Regions from separate parts of the Mus musculus genome. Here region 1 is linked to region 2. The links are chromatin contacts, called in public HiCAR-type maps. All regions are on one chromosome and are shown on one strand. Each heading gives the region's core, a stretch centred on a gene start, on an enhancer-like site or on the middle of the called end of the contact. The rest is flanking DNA. Distances are from core to core; before and after follow the strand shown.

What was found. HiCAR-type assays count read pairs that join an accessible place to other places.
Region 1: a HiCAR-type map of PVALB interneurons shows a contact between it and region 2, with 3 times the contacts expected there. The contact joins the enhancer-like site here to the promoter of Magi2 in region 2. A contact is called at or near these places in 3 of 484 Hi-C or Micro-C datasets (cerebral cortex, cortical glia and forebrain), 2 of 115 datasets of contacts at active chromatin or transcription factors (PVALB interneurons and neural progenitor cells) and 1 of 9 other capture datasets (adipose tissue).

Annotation. Positions count from the first base shown.
Region 1 is chr5:19,320,108-19,327,577 of GRCm38.p6, reverse strand. The region is part of intron 1 of Magi2 (membrane associated guanylate kinase, WW and PDZ domain containing 2); the gene reads right to left. Among named protein-coding and RNA genes, the nearest start is that of Magi2, 97 kb to the right of the region's middle. Within about 2 kb of position 4,862, at least 9 of the 459 cell types and tissues checked have an H3K27ac peak or open chromatin away from gene starts, as enhancers often do. A contact at or near this core is called in PVALB interneurons, where this site is marked.
Region 2 is chr5:19,223,521-19,230,329 of GRCm38.p6, reverse strand. It overlaps Magi2 (membrane associated guanylate kinase, WW and PDZ domain containing 2), which reads right to left and starts at 3,284. Exons shown (of 23, transcript NM_001170746.1): 1 at 2,741-3,284. The coding sequence starts at 3,041. It overlaps 4921504A21Rik (RIKEN cDNA 4921504A21 gene), which reads left to right and starts at 3,775. Exons shown (of 3, transcript NR_102342.1): 1 at 3,775-4,189.

The sequences.
Region 1 (7,470 bases), core at 3,613-6,112, 96 kb before region 2:
TAAGGGAGAGATGTGAGTGTTTTGCAACACAGTAGCAGATATGGAGACCTGTTGAAGTAATAGAATAGTGCTGACCTTAATATACAGAGAAATGAAACAAAGTATAACTGGGAAGCTGGATATTGTTGGATATTGTTGCCTCAATTACACTAAAACATACTCACATTGAGAAAAACTGCTTAATGTTCCTACATGTTCTTTTTTCCCATATTTTTCATTGGGTATTCATTTCAATTACATTTCCAATGCTATCCCAAAAGTCCTCCACATGCTCCCCCACCCACTCCCCTACCCACCTACTCCCACTTCTTGGCCCTGGCGTTCCCCTGTACTGAGGCATATAAAGTCTGCATGACCAATGGGCCTCTCTTTCCACTGATGGCCTACTATGCCATTTTCTGATTCATATGCAGCTAGAGACTCGAGCTCCAGGGGAGGTACTGGTTAGTTCATATTGTTGTTCCACCTATAGGGTTGCAGACCCCTTTAGCTCCTTGGGTACTTTCTCTAGCTCCTCCATTGGGGGCCCTGTGATCCATCCAATAGCTGACTGTGAGCATCCAATTCTGTGTTTGCCAGGCCCCAGGTTCCTACATATTCTTAAAATATATATGAACATATACTTAATAATTCCAATTTTATGTCTTACTAAATTTGAAATTCACTATAAATGTCCTTTTCTGTGAAATTATTGATGAAATATAGCTTCTTCAGTAGAGTGCATTGTGATTTTAGGTAAATGCATAATCAAACGTAGAGCTCAAATCTGGATATTCAAGTCTCACAGGGGAGTGTATCCATAGTAATGATGACAGTAAACATGTAGTTTAAATATTCCTGGGTACTTATAGAAATTACTCCTGAGAATAGCTCAGGTTTAGCAGAAGTAAAAGAATCCTCACAGTGCAGAAAGAGAGGAATCTTTTTACTTCACTACAACCATATGACAGCCTAAGGTAAACATCATCCAGATAATTCAAGAAAGCTATGCACCAGACATGGCGGCTCACACTTGTGGGGCTGGCCTCTAAAGGGTGAGGCAGGGGGACTGGGGCTTATAAATCTTACTTGAAAAAAAAAAAACAAAAAACAAACAAAATAAAAAGTAAAAAAACAAAAAGCAAAACAAACAAACAAAAATCACCACTCAATACCCAACCCCATGTCCCCAAACAAACAGACAAATGAATGAAAACCAGCAGGAAGAAAGTATTCTCAGTATACGAAGGCAAATGTATTTTAAAAATGAAACTTTATGGGGCTAAAATTGATCCTACATGCATGCTTAATATATCATATCCACAAAAACTTAGTTTTGGTTATTTGAGTCTTCTAGGGTTTTATAGTGTTTATTGATGAGGAAGTATTTGTAAATAGTATTGAAGATCATGTGAACCAAGGCAAATTTGGAGGGTGCTTTGTTTTTGTCATTCACTTTGAATTACCATGGTTAACTTAGATCTTTTTCTACAACCATAGCTATAGTGAATCGAATCTCAGAGTCTTTAAAACCATAGCCACACCTTGACTTCGTGCATCTGTCATAATGCACTTGTTGGGAACCAGGAATCAAATCAAAATTATTCCTGAAACTTCACTAATTAAGAATGGCTGAGGAAGGTACAGGTAAAACTAGAAGTAAATGTGATAACTGAGAGAGAATTTTTTTCTAAAATATAGCATGAGAGTCAATGGACAATATAATCAATTGATGAAAGACTAAGTTGTACACCAAGGAAAACATTCAACAAAATTGAGCACACCCTAGAGCCACACTCAGAATTGCTTGGGGAAATAGATGATGCCTAACTTTCTTGTGAGCATTGAGCATGTGAAAAGAAACCCAAAATGTAAGTTATTTTTAACTATCTCACTTTTGAAGCACCGTTCTCTAAGCAAGATGCAATTGTAATGCCATAAATCCACCTCATCTCTATCCAGTATAACCTGTGTGTGTGTGTGTGTGTGTGTGTATGTGTGTGTGTGTGTGTGTGCTTGTATGTATGTGTGTGTATAAATATGTGTATGTATGTGTGCATTCACGCATGCATGTGTGTTTTAAAATCATGAAATGTAAGGTGGAAGGCTGAATTTGACACTGCCTGTGTTAACATGGTTCTAAAGTATAACTTTCATTTCTAGAGTTTTGACAGTGTTGTGTATAGAGGGAAAGAGATATGCTGATTACATTTGGGAAAGGGGAGCAGAAAGGGGAATAAGAGGGCAGGGATGGGGTGGGTCCTGGCTACTTTTCTATTGCTATAATAAAATACCATGACCAACCATTTTATAGAAAGAATGGTTTATTTGGGCTTATGGTTTCAGAGGGATGAATTCAACAGCATCACTACAGAGAACAGCTCCACCAGGCAGGTATAGCAGAAACAAGTAATTCCTTGAATTACTAAAACTCACCCACAGAGTTGCACTTCCTCTAGCAAGCTCCCACGTCCTAAACCTCATGCACAAGCCTAGAGAGTGGGGAAAGTCATTGAGACACCTGAGCGCAAGTAAGTGAGTGAGTGAGTGAGTGAGTGAGTAAATAAGGAAGTCTTTCTTACTTAAACAGGACTGTACGTGGAAAGAGGCAAGGACAGGAATTTAGGTTGGTGGTGACAATGAGAAAGAGAAACCAGCATAAATCTGTGCGCTCACTTTGCTTTTTGATTAAGTAATAGTTCTCTACTGTATGCCTATGGCTGACTCTAATGAGGAAGCTATTACCTGATCAGGTATAGTCTAAAGTCTCACTGGGGAAAATTCCCACATGGGGACCTAACTGGGAGGAAATGTGAAAACAGGCAGGCCTCAGAAAACCAGGGACCAAGCCGAGATATAAAGGATTTGTGGATAACAAGCAACAAGCATGCCTGACTCCTTTGCACACTCTCATGTAAGGCCAAAGGAACAGTTTGTTGCCTGGGAAACATTCTAGCTATAGAAGCATTTTCTTAGCCTTAAAGAACAATCCAGCCACTTAGATGTTTGCTACATTTTTTTCCCACCATTCCTGCCCACAGGGATATAATATTGACATTTTATTCCATCATTATTTTGTTCTCTCCAGATAATGCTTTCTTTTGATCTTGGTACTGTAGCCCAGATTGGCCTAATAGCCTTGGTACAGGTTTGCCTCATAGTAATTCTCTCATCTCAGACATCCCGGTGCTACCACGATGGCTATCATGCTTGGCTGGGGTTAATATGCTCTTGTTCTTTCGCTTGTGTGACTATCTTTGCTCTTCTGTTTCATTTTGATAATATATGATGCTTAGTGTGAAGTTATATCACCTTTACATATGGACGTTCAGTGCTCTAATGTGTGACAGATTTAAATTGATTGGATTTTCCTGTCCAGTTTCCTGAGTGTGCAAAGAAGCATGCATGCAAAATATATACACATAACATAAAAATGAATAGGTCTATTGAAGAGTAATACTAACTTAATTTACCTATTAACATTACCAGTTTTAGATTTTCTTCCTCATGACCATTTCCTAAGATGATGGATTTTTACAATAAATGAATATTGGGGATGGGAAAATAAACCCACCTTTACTATTTACATTTTAAACATATTGTGTTGTTTTTATTTATTATTTAGTTTAGAGTAACTGTCTTACTGTGTAATCCTGGAAGTACTAGAGCTCCCCATGTAAACCTGTCTATCCTCTGTTTCTTGAATGCTCAGAATAAAAGCATTTGTTTCTACACCCAGGCTAAGTGTTCTATTTTTCACACTATTATTTTCACTTCACACTAATTGTTGTAGTCCCCCCTTTAGTCCTTAATGTAATGTAGTCACCTAAGGCATAAAATAGGAGCTGCTCCTCGACCATTGTACCCATATCCTCTGTATTTTCACATAATCAATTGCTGCTTGGTACCATCTTTTTATTTAATTTGTATATCCATGATACTGTTGTTGACTATTTTATTACTTTATTTTCAGGAATATATTATGGTTTCTTTTATGTGTCATACGTGTTACTTACATTTTCATAGTATTCTACCCATTTCTTCTTTGAATATTATTTCCTCATTTCTTGCTTGCATTTCATGGTTTATTTAGATTTCCTTGCTTAGAAGAGTGTCCAGGGCTAATGCCCCATGCCTGACCGACCCAGTCACCTTTCCTCACAGCTACTCCAGACTTCCTGAGATCAGATCACCCAGGAAGATTGGACAATACTACTATACACCCTGCTGGGGATTCCCTGCAGCAAGATGGAGCCCTTTACAATTCAAGTGAATGTCATTTTTAGGACAATTTTTTGAACTAAGTTATTTCAGGTGACAGGGAATTAAAAAAAAACAACATAATTCCATTCATCCCTGAATTTGAAGAACGCTGACTTTAGAAACGCTTACTTAAAAGTCCATTAGTCACCTACGACCTAAAGTAGAAGGTGGTTCTCTCCGATCGCACCCCGTGTCCATGACCCCTACAGGAGTCTGCTTCTAAGGCTGAAGACTTGTTATAATATTATTGGTCAGAATATAAAAGAAAAGCATTCATATGTGACCTGAATATAGAACGCCCAGCACATCTGTGACCTGAATATAGAACACCCAGCACATCTAAGCTAGACATAATTTTAGGTCTGGTTTGGGAAAAACTGGGAACCACTTCTAAGCATCTCTCCTGACGGGCATAGCTCCTCCACTTCAGAAGAAGGGCTTTATACCAGGCTTTAGATAAATACCTCAAACCTGGAAGACGAGTTCTTGTGAAATCCCCATGAGTACAGATGAGAGCGGTGCTTCTTAAAGTGTTTGGCAATTCGTCTGCATGGATGTAATCCTCCTTGTTTCATTCCGTTTCCACGCTGCTCTGCCAGCAGTCTTTTCTTGTTCTGTTCTAGTAATAGCTCTGATGAAACAGCTCAGCTTGCTATGAAGTCTCCCACCAGGGAAGGTACATGATTCATGGTGTGCAGAAAGGCAAAAGCATCTCCATTTCTCCCCCATGCTCTCTGCATAGCCAGGAAGGCCAACTGCAGTTAACCAAAAGCCTCACCATAGAGGACCAGGAGTGGCTGCTGAGATGCTAATAGGATAAATCAAGAGCAATGGGGTGCAGAAGCCTGCACATGAAACCTGCTCTGAGATATGTTTCCTGGGTCTATACAAGTCCAAGTGAAATATAAAACTGGAAAGTTTTTGTGGTGCAGTAAAAGTCATTTGTGGAGTACTTTCAGCATTACAAGTAAAATAACTGATAAACGTGTCTATCCTATTCATGTGTGCTTTTTACTACGAACTATTTGCAAAGTGAGGAAAAATATGCAAGCATTGCTGCCATACAGCACAAAGAGTGGATGATAAGTTTGTGGTTTTAAGAAACATAATAAAATGACAGGAAAAGTCAAAGTTTCTTTTGTTGTCAATACCACCATCTTCTCCATGACAAAAGGCAAACGAAATGTGGAATGTATGCGGTTATATGCCAACATACCAAAATGTCTATTTTATACTTCTTTATCCTATTTGCTAATCTTGTTGGCCATTCTTAGGATTTTGTTTTCTGAAGAAAAGGTATATAGTAATATATGTAATTCTCCTTTTAGCAGTAATCATGACCTGATTGGTCAAAAAGAACAAACAAAACCGAAGAAAACAACATCAAAAACCACCAAGGTGAATTATTTGCAGTGACTTCTCAGTTGTTGAACTTTTGTGTGACGTTAGCTTTTGAAAAGCATCCCTAAATTATGTTTACTGTACATTGATATTTACAGATTGAGAAATACCTAAAAATTATATATTATCTTCTTATATCTTCCTTTTTGGCTATAAAAGTTTACTTTTTGGATATAAGAGTTTGCTCGCATAATCTTATTTGTATAATCAGTGGATGTCTTACCATATTAGATAATCTTAGTATATTTCCCTAAAATTAAAAAAAAATGACATTCATTGAATTGAGTTATGGGAATTGGAAAACCTGGCAAGCTACATTGGAAAATAAATAATTCTTTCTGGTGAGTTTTATACTTAACAATAAAAGATACATATGTTATTCATTTTCAACCAGTGTACTTAAATCAATAACTATTACAATCTTTCAACCAATTATCATTAAAAGGAATAGGATCAATTAACACATAAAAGTATCTTGGCAGAGCTGGAAAAAGGGGGCCATTTCTATATTTCAGAAAAAAAAAAACCCTTGAAGCTGTTCATTTTGGAGTGCTGTATTGTATTTCTTTAATCTATGTTCATGATAGAAAATGCTGACACTTTCTCATTGTGAGCCTTACATGTCTGGCATGATCATTTTCTACTAGCTTTTAAGGTAAAAAAATATATAAAATAAGCTTGTATGGGATTTATCTTCTACTGTATGCAGATTGTTTATTTACAGCTTTTTGAAGAATAAAAACAAAAGAATATGAATATATCATTTTATATGCAAAGTTAGGTTTGAATTTTCAAATTCAATAACAACCATTACTTTTTCATGGAATCTTTTCAATATAATTTTCATGGAAAATATATTAATAGAAGTTGTAGAATAAGACTGAACAAGAAAACTGTACATGTGACAGAAAATAAAATACGGCTTATGCTTGAACTGGCGCAACTTATTCGTGCCTAGATATTAGCTGAAGCTAGTTCTGAATTTAGAATAGTGACAATTTATTTTAAAACATAGTCAACTAATAAAATAATAATAATAACAGTGTTCTGTGATATTAAACACTCAGTAAACTCAAGTGCTCTAATTCTAGAGAACGCTTGGCACAGAAAATGAAATGGTGAAGAAAGTTGGCTTTCCTTCTGATGATGTTCTCTGCTTTCCACATTGCCTCAAGTCAAGTCTGAAAACAGGGACTCTCTACTGAGCATGTACCCTTCTACTACATTTTTTTTCCACTTGTGCATAGCATCAAAAGAATATAGCATGCTATTACCAATAAGAAATTCTCATATTAATGAAATTTTAATTTACTCACTTATACAAATCATGATAAACCAAGCTCCTTTCATCAGATCCCCCTGTGAACATTGCACGTGCATGAAAGTCTGTTAGATGTCAGGAAGAGGCCTGAAAAGAGCTTCTTGGTGCCCTTCTAGGGAAATTGGCCCTGCAACACTTTGTGTGGAGTTTCAGACTCCATGCCTGTAATATTTTTTGTTGTTTAAGCCATCCAGTTTGTGCTACTTGTACAGAATCCCTGGGAGCAAACACAACTGCATAGAAATTGTTCTGTGAAAAAATTAAATAATTTACAACAAGAACTATTGAGCAGTGGGCAGAATACGAATACAATGTTTCAAAAAATGTTAATTTTTGTCACAAATATATATCCATTATGTTTTAAAACAAACAATTTAGGAAGACAGAGTTTTTTGGGAACTCAGAAAGAATCCTGACGCTTGGCAAGTAGCGTTAGGAAGTTTCCCGTTTTCAGATTTTCTTTTTGCGGTGTCATCTGGTGCTCTGTGGTATAACTCCTGCAGTGC
Region 2 (6,809 bases), core at 2,035-4,534:
CAATTTTCAAACAAGTACAAACCCTACTGAAACCCAACAATCACAAGCTCTATATTTAATGTCTGCCAATTTTCACTTACTCATAATTATAAATAAATAAATAAATCTAATCACCACTGATAAAAGATCAATTTTATAAGAGAATATATAGGAATCACTACATTTAAATAAACATATACGATTATAGATTTTAAAAAGCTAAAATAGATTAATTAATTAATCTATTTATATCTATTTTAATTCTGTAGATGAATGTCTATATTTGGATACCTGGAGACTGACAGACTAAGGGTTAACATATACTGTGAAAAGATTTTCACCTAAATATTTCAGTCCATAATAATAAGTGTCCTGAATCTGAACAGCTTTATTCTTCCAAACAAAATACAAGCAAGAAGCTGATTGATCAGGATGAATTTTAGCTAAAATCAAGGCTGGGCAGGGATCACCCTCTGTAGATCTTTCTGCTTCTTTGTCAAGGTCCAGTAGGGAAACCTCATCTTACAACATCACTCCCAGCTCTGTTCTGCTAGAAATTATGCTTCCCCAAGGGAAAGACTTCCCAAATTTGCCCTAGCTTTATTATGAGCATTATCACAGAATAGGCCAGAAAATCCCATTTCTTATCTCAGATTCTCAATTTGCACAACTTTTATGCCTTCAGTTTTCCAATGTCTCTCTGGATTTCTTTTAGTAAATTGCTAATACTAGATAATATTTTCTTTTAATTATTTATTTTATTAATACTCATAAACACTTATTGTTTACGAGTATTAAAGTTTGCCAACATCTACCTCAACATGTAGGCATCAGAATAAAATGATCAGCGGGAACCACAGTAGAATATAATCACTGTGGAAATGTATTAACGTGGGCTTGTGAGGCTGATCTCAGGAAAAGTGTCTCAGCAAGCCTAATTTCCCTCTCTCACCCACAGAGCAGTAGGGGAGAAATGATTTTCAAGGGCTGTTTTCTGATTTCCATATCACACAGTGGGCATATCCATTCACCCATCCATAAACCATCAACCCCTAAACAAACAGATATTTTAAAAGCATTAACTTTTGCAGTTGTTTTCCTTTGCAAACACCAATATTTTTTACCACCAAATAACGGTATTGGTCAATTGTAGTAAACTGAACCCTAGCCTTGAACTTCACATTTGTTATCTATTGCTATTATGTAGTATCGTAACCTAAAATGTAGCAACACAATTTTCTGAATTTGAGTTCAAAGTATGTCACTTTGGAAAATGCTAGGATAGTAAACCCTCTTCTTCAGGGTCATATAATACTGCATGTCTATATTAGATCATCTAAAATGACATACGATGGATACTCAATAAATCCCACTGAAGATGTTTTCTTCCTTGACAGCTTAGCTTTAGAGAAGTTTATGAACCTTTATTCTCTCTTGTTTACTTCGGAACTTTTCTTTTTACATGTTAATTTTATTCTGAAAAAAACAACTGCTCTATATAGTATTTCTTCATAATGGATCACAGCATGAAGAGCAATTCTGATACAGTAATACTCAGAATTTCAACACTGGCGCAAGACAAATAACAATAGATAACAAACTGTCATACCATGCTGGTATGTTTGAGACAGATCTGTCCTGTCCACCTGTGCCACCCAAGAAACTGCATTACCACCAGAGGAAAACAAAGGCACGCTACATTTGTACAATAAAGTCTTTTCTAATGAAAGTTTTCTCTCAGGACCACAATTTTATTTCAAGCAAAGACATTTTTTCAGCAAGATTCCAATCTCTCTAAATTAACTTCACAGCCTAGAAGAGACTTGACAGAAGCCAAGTTAGAACACAGGGAGCCTGGGCTGTTGACCAGCTTGCATCTCCATCCACCTCTATGCCACAAACACGCCCCCATGTCTGGAGCTAGAGGAGAGTCCAACCACAGAGAAATCCTAGTCAATAAGAAAATTCCAGTCAATGAAGAATACTTAGGGGAACCCTTGTAATGCCGCAGTCTGCCTCCCCTTCCACATTAGAAAGCTCTCCCAGCTCCCCGCTTCTTAATCTCTGCCCCTCCTCCTGCCTGCTGGCCAGGGGCGATCTCTAGGGTTAGTCAGTCTGCACGTGACTCACGGTGCCCACATGACATGACCATGGGCGGGGGAGAAAGACCGAGGAGTGAAGCAGGGAAAAAGTTACTGAACACTACCGGTCAAAGCGTCCAAACCAATTTGTCCCTTTCCTTCCTCTCCCGTCAGTGATCCCTAGGGAACCGCTACGGACCAAGGTGTCTCCAGACTAGTTTTGGATATCCTGCAAGGGGTCTCCACTTGCCCCAATATTCAGAGCTTCTCCCATTCTCTCTAGCGACAGCTCTGCACCTCAAGTTGCTCCATCTTCCTTTCTTCCTCCTCCCTTGCTTTCCTCCTTCCCCGAAAGCTCTGTGTCCACTGTGGACATGCCATTGGCGCACATTCTATTTGGCCTAAAGCTCAGAGGAGGTCAGACAAGGCCAAGCATCTTCCAAAGGGGAGGGTCCAACTGGGCAAACTAAGTTGCCTGCTACAGTACCACCTGGCTTAGCCGGCCAGCCAGCCCCCCAGTCCCGGTCCCCCTAATGCTCCGAACACAGTTACCGTGCTCTCTGGACCCCACCCCGCGGTGGCGCAGCATACACCCATCCAACACCCGCGCCCACCCTGTTAATGCCATCCCCACGCCGGGGTCCCACCGCCAGGCAGAGCACCGAACAAGCTGCGCTCACCTTGCTTGACACACTTGAGCCGGAGGGGGTCCTTGCAGTGTTTGATCACGGCCAGAACGTCCCTGATGGTGAGCCCCGCCACGGGGGTCTCGTTCACCTCCAGCAGCAGCTCCTCGGACACCAACTTGCTGCCGCTTTCATAGGCCACCTTGCCCGGCTTCACCTCCCCCAGGTAGGGGAACTGTCCGTTTTCCGCGCCCCCCTTCAGTTCAAAGCCCAGCTGGCCCTCCGGGTTCCTGCCAATGACACTCTCGTGGACTTTGCTAGTCCAGTGGCTTTTCTTTTTCAAGCTTTTGGACATGGCAGTAGGGTGAGTCGCCTCAGTTCCAGAGGGTCCTTTGGGAAGGAGGGTCTGGGAGTCAAAATCGGGATGGAGGAGCAAGGGGGCCAAGGGAAGAGGGTGGCAGACTTTGCCTTTCTCTCCCTCTGCTCCGCGCTTTCCCTCTTCTTTGGATGGAGTGTGGCGGAGGAAGGGGGAGGATGAGAGGGACGGCTGGGCAGAGGTAGGAGAGCTTGGGTGAGGTTGTGCTGTCCCTTGAATGACACTCAAGGCTTTGGCCCCGCAGCGGAGGAAGCTGTGGTGGCGTTGGCGGCGTTAGCGGCGGTGGCGGCGGCCGAGCCAGCGCGAGCAGTGGCCGAGCTGGTGAGCGGGTGGCGTGGGGGTGGGGAGGAGGGTAGGGATGCCGGGGGCCACTCCTGCGTGCTGCGAGTGGGGAGCGCGCGCGCGCTCGCCGGCCTCTGTGTTGTTAGCCGATATCCATGGCAGCTGCAGTGGCAGCGGTAGGGAGCGCGTGTGTGTGCGCGTGTGCGCGTGTGTGCCTGTGTACTAGTTGTACTGTACTGGCAGGATGCAAGCGGGCGGCGGGGAGGGGGGAGCGTTGGGGGATGCGAGCCGAGGGAGGAGGCGCGCGCACCGAGTGGAGCGCCAGGGAGGGCTTCGCCGCCGTCTCCCTCCCTCCGCGGCTTGACCCGGTAGTGAAGGCGCTGGGAGAGGCAGGCCCCGGGCCGCCCTGCAGCCTGCGGGAGGAGGCGGGAGCCGGGAAGGAGGGGAGCGGAGGCCCGACATGGGCAGGCCGGTGAAGAGAGCCGGGATCCCTGGGTGGACCTGTCTTCAGCTTCCCTGTGAGCCGGGCTGCTAGCCTGCAGGACGCCCCGACTTGCCCACACCCCAACACTGGACAAAGCAGAAATCCGGGGAACCCGATGCCGAGCCTGGTGGCCCATCTACAGCACAGTCTTCTGGGGCTCCATCCTGCCACAAGGAAGCTGGAGTTCGGGGTCCCAGCATGGAACTGCAGAGGGCCTGGCAGGCGGAGCCCGTGGAGAGACTTCACTATTGGCTCGCTCCACTTTTTACAGTCTTTCATTCCTCGCAAAGTTCTCAGAAGTGCCCCTCCGATAGAGGAAAGTTAGAGGAAGGAGTCTGGTCGTCCTGGATGCAAGAATAAGGTGAAATAACATCTGCAGAGCAGGGCCATGTGTCCTCTTGGAAGAAACTGAAGAGGATTGAGTGGAGACAGGATAGAGGAGGGCACCTGCCCTAGTTGAAGAGTGGAGAGGGGCGGTGGGGTAGGTGTTAGGGAGATAAATGGAGTAAGAGCCTAGACATATAAATGGTGAGTGTAACCTGGACAGGAGTCAAGTTTTAGGTTAATCAGACAAACAAGTCTGCTACAGGAAAGAAAAGAAGGCTCTTGGTGGAGCGCTGTACCCCCATCTAGCTCCTTCCCCTTCTCCAAATTTAGAGCCAGGTGGAAAGCTAAGCAGGACACAGGGGGCTGAGGGCTGCTGACTTCTCCAGTCAAACCCTGAGTGGTGCTTTTTGAGTTTCCGTAGCTTACATTCCATTTGCTTAACTTTGAAATAATATGTTTCAGGCAAAAAGAAAAAAAAAAAAAGGAACCACTCACCCACTCATCTTTGTAAATCAGAGTATGGGAAGGAATTATCAGCAGTTAAGAGCTTTGATGTCTGGGATGTAGTGTGGGAGGAAAGCAAGGCGGTTCAAAAGGCTTAGCTGACCCAGACAGAAAAGAGGGGGTGTGTATCCTGGCTCTGGGGCTTTTCAGGAGTGCCACGTTTAGCAGGCTGTTCCACCTTTCTCTGGTTGTTTCCTTTTAAATAGGGGTAACAGTACTAGTGGGGCCTGGTGCACTGAGAAGACAGACAGGCAAGGCAGGGAAGGGACTGCCCCATACAGGTTTGTTGGCTTTGAACAGTAGGTTCTTCCTCTTCAGCCCCACCCCCACATCGTGGAGAGGACAGCAAATTAGGTCAGAGCTGAAGATCTTTACAAAGGATGAATTTGCTTGACTTTGTGCCTTTTTCCATTTGAGAAAAGTTGGCTATGACTGGTGAGGACTACCCAGTCCTTGGCCTTAAGGAATGCTCCTGAGCCAGCAAGATTTCCATTGAAAGGCCAGTCTCATGAAAAGTTAGGCTGAGGATTATAAAGCACCATTCTAAGTGGAAAGTGATAGAGGCAGTGAAGAACAGAATTTGCATTTGTTTAACAGCAGTTACAAATTACCTCCAATGTGTCCGCTGTTATTCTAATTGTTTATCACGTATTATGGTTATATTATATAGTTTATATACTTTACAGGTGAGGAAAGGAAGGCACAGAGATAGATTGGACAGAGATTTATTTGTTTTATGTCTTACAAAGTTATGCACCTAACCAATGTGACAATAATTTTATGCATTCAGACCCTTGCAGGTTGTCGTCACACCTGTATGTAGTCACTGTCTTGAGCTACTCCCTCTAACCCATATTACTTAGCACATGTCATAGTAGGACTCAGTATAGTGTGACCATGGTTTTAGGCCTGTTCCTTTTGTGGGACAGAAGAAAAACAGGGAAGCAGCTGCTTTCCCTAGGAGGCTCACTCATACCATTCTTAAGCTGGCAGAGCCACAGAGCTCTCTGTCTGCTCCTAGACCACCCTATATTGACTTGTATGCAGCTATTGGAATCAGAATCTCTAAACACCTCTCTCTTCCTCCTACATAGTTTTTTATTTTGTCCACTTGACACACATTTATATTTTTTTGGGAAATAGAACTGCAATTGAAAAAATTGCCTCTGCCAGATGCCTATCAACAAGTCTGTAGGGCATTTAAAAATTATTAATAATTGATGTTGAAGGGTGAAGTGATCCCTACTACTGGGAGTAGTACCACCATGGGCAGGTGGTCTTGGGTAGACTAAGAAAGCAAATTGAGCCAGCCATGTGGAAAAAGTAAGCAGTTATCCTTTGTTATCTACATTTTGATCCATGCCTAGAGGTTCCTGTCTTGAGTTCTTGCCCTAAATTTCCTCCGGGGTGGATTGCAGAAAGAAAATCAACTCTTTCCTCCCCAAGTTGCTTTTTTTTCTCAGTGCTCTATCACAGCAACAGAAAGTGAACTAAAACAATCGCCAACAACAATGTTAGGCTTTGTCAGTGTTAGAGTGGTTCAGACACTTCTGGATCCTCTATGAAGTTGTTCCGATCCCACAGCACAGAGCCTCCTACTAAGAGAGTCTCTCTGGCTGGTCACAGGCTTTCCTGAAAGTTTTCCCTGGCAGTGCAACTGGTATGTCCCCACCAGCTATATGACATCTCAACCAATTTTTTGACCATTGAGCAATGACCACATCAACATAAATGAGATTGAACTACATGGCTTTCTGCCTTGTCAGGATGAGAGGGGAGAGCAAAGAAATGGGTGGTCTAGATTTTTCTCTCCTTGGGTTGAATGCTATCCTATAGCCCTGTAGGAAGTAACTGTTTTCTATAGTAGGTTTTTCTGTATTTTCTAGAAGTGTCTTTGCTATCCTGCCTTCATTTACTATATACACACACCTATACGTCATAAATTCACTGAAGTACTGGTATGTGTATCAGTACATATACATATACAGTATACATATGTATGTATATGTATATCAATGCTAATTTTCTAATTTAATACCTTCTCCATGCTAGGTAAGTACTATACCACAGAGCTATATCCCCAGAGCCCTCAATATTTCTTTTTTATATATATATTCCAGACGAAACATGTTATATTTAAGAATATATTT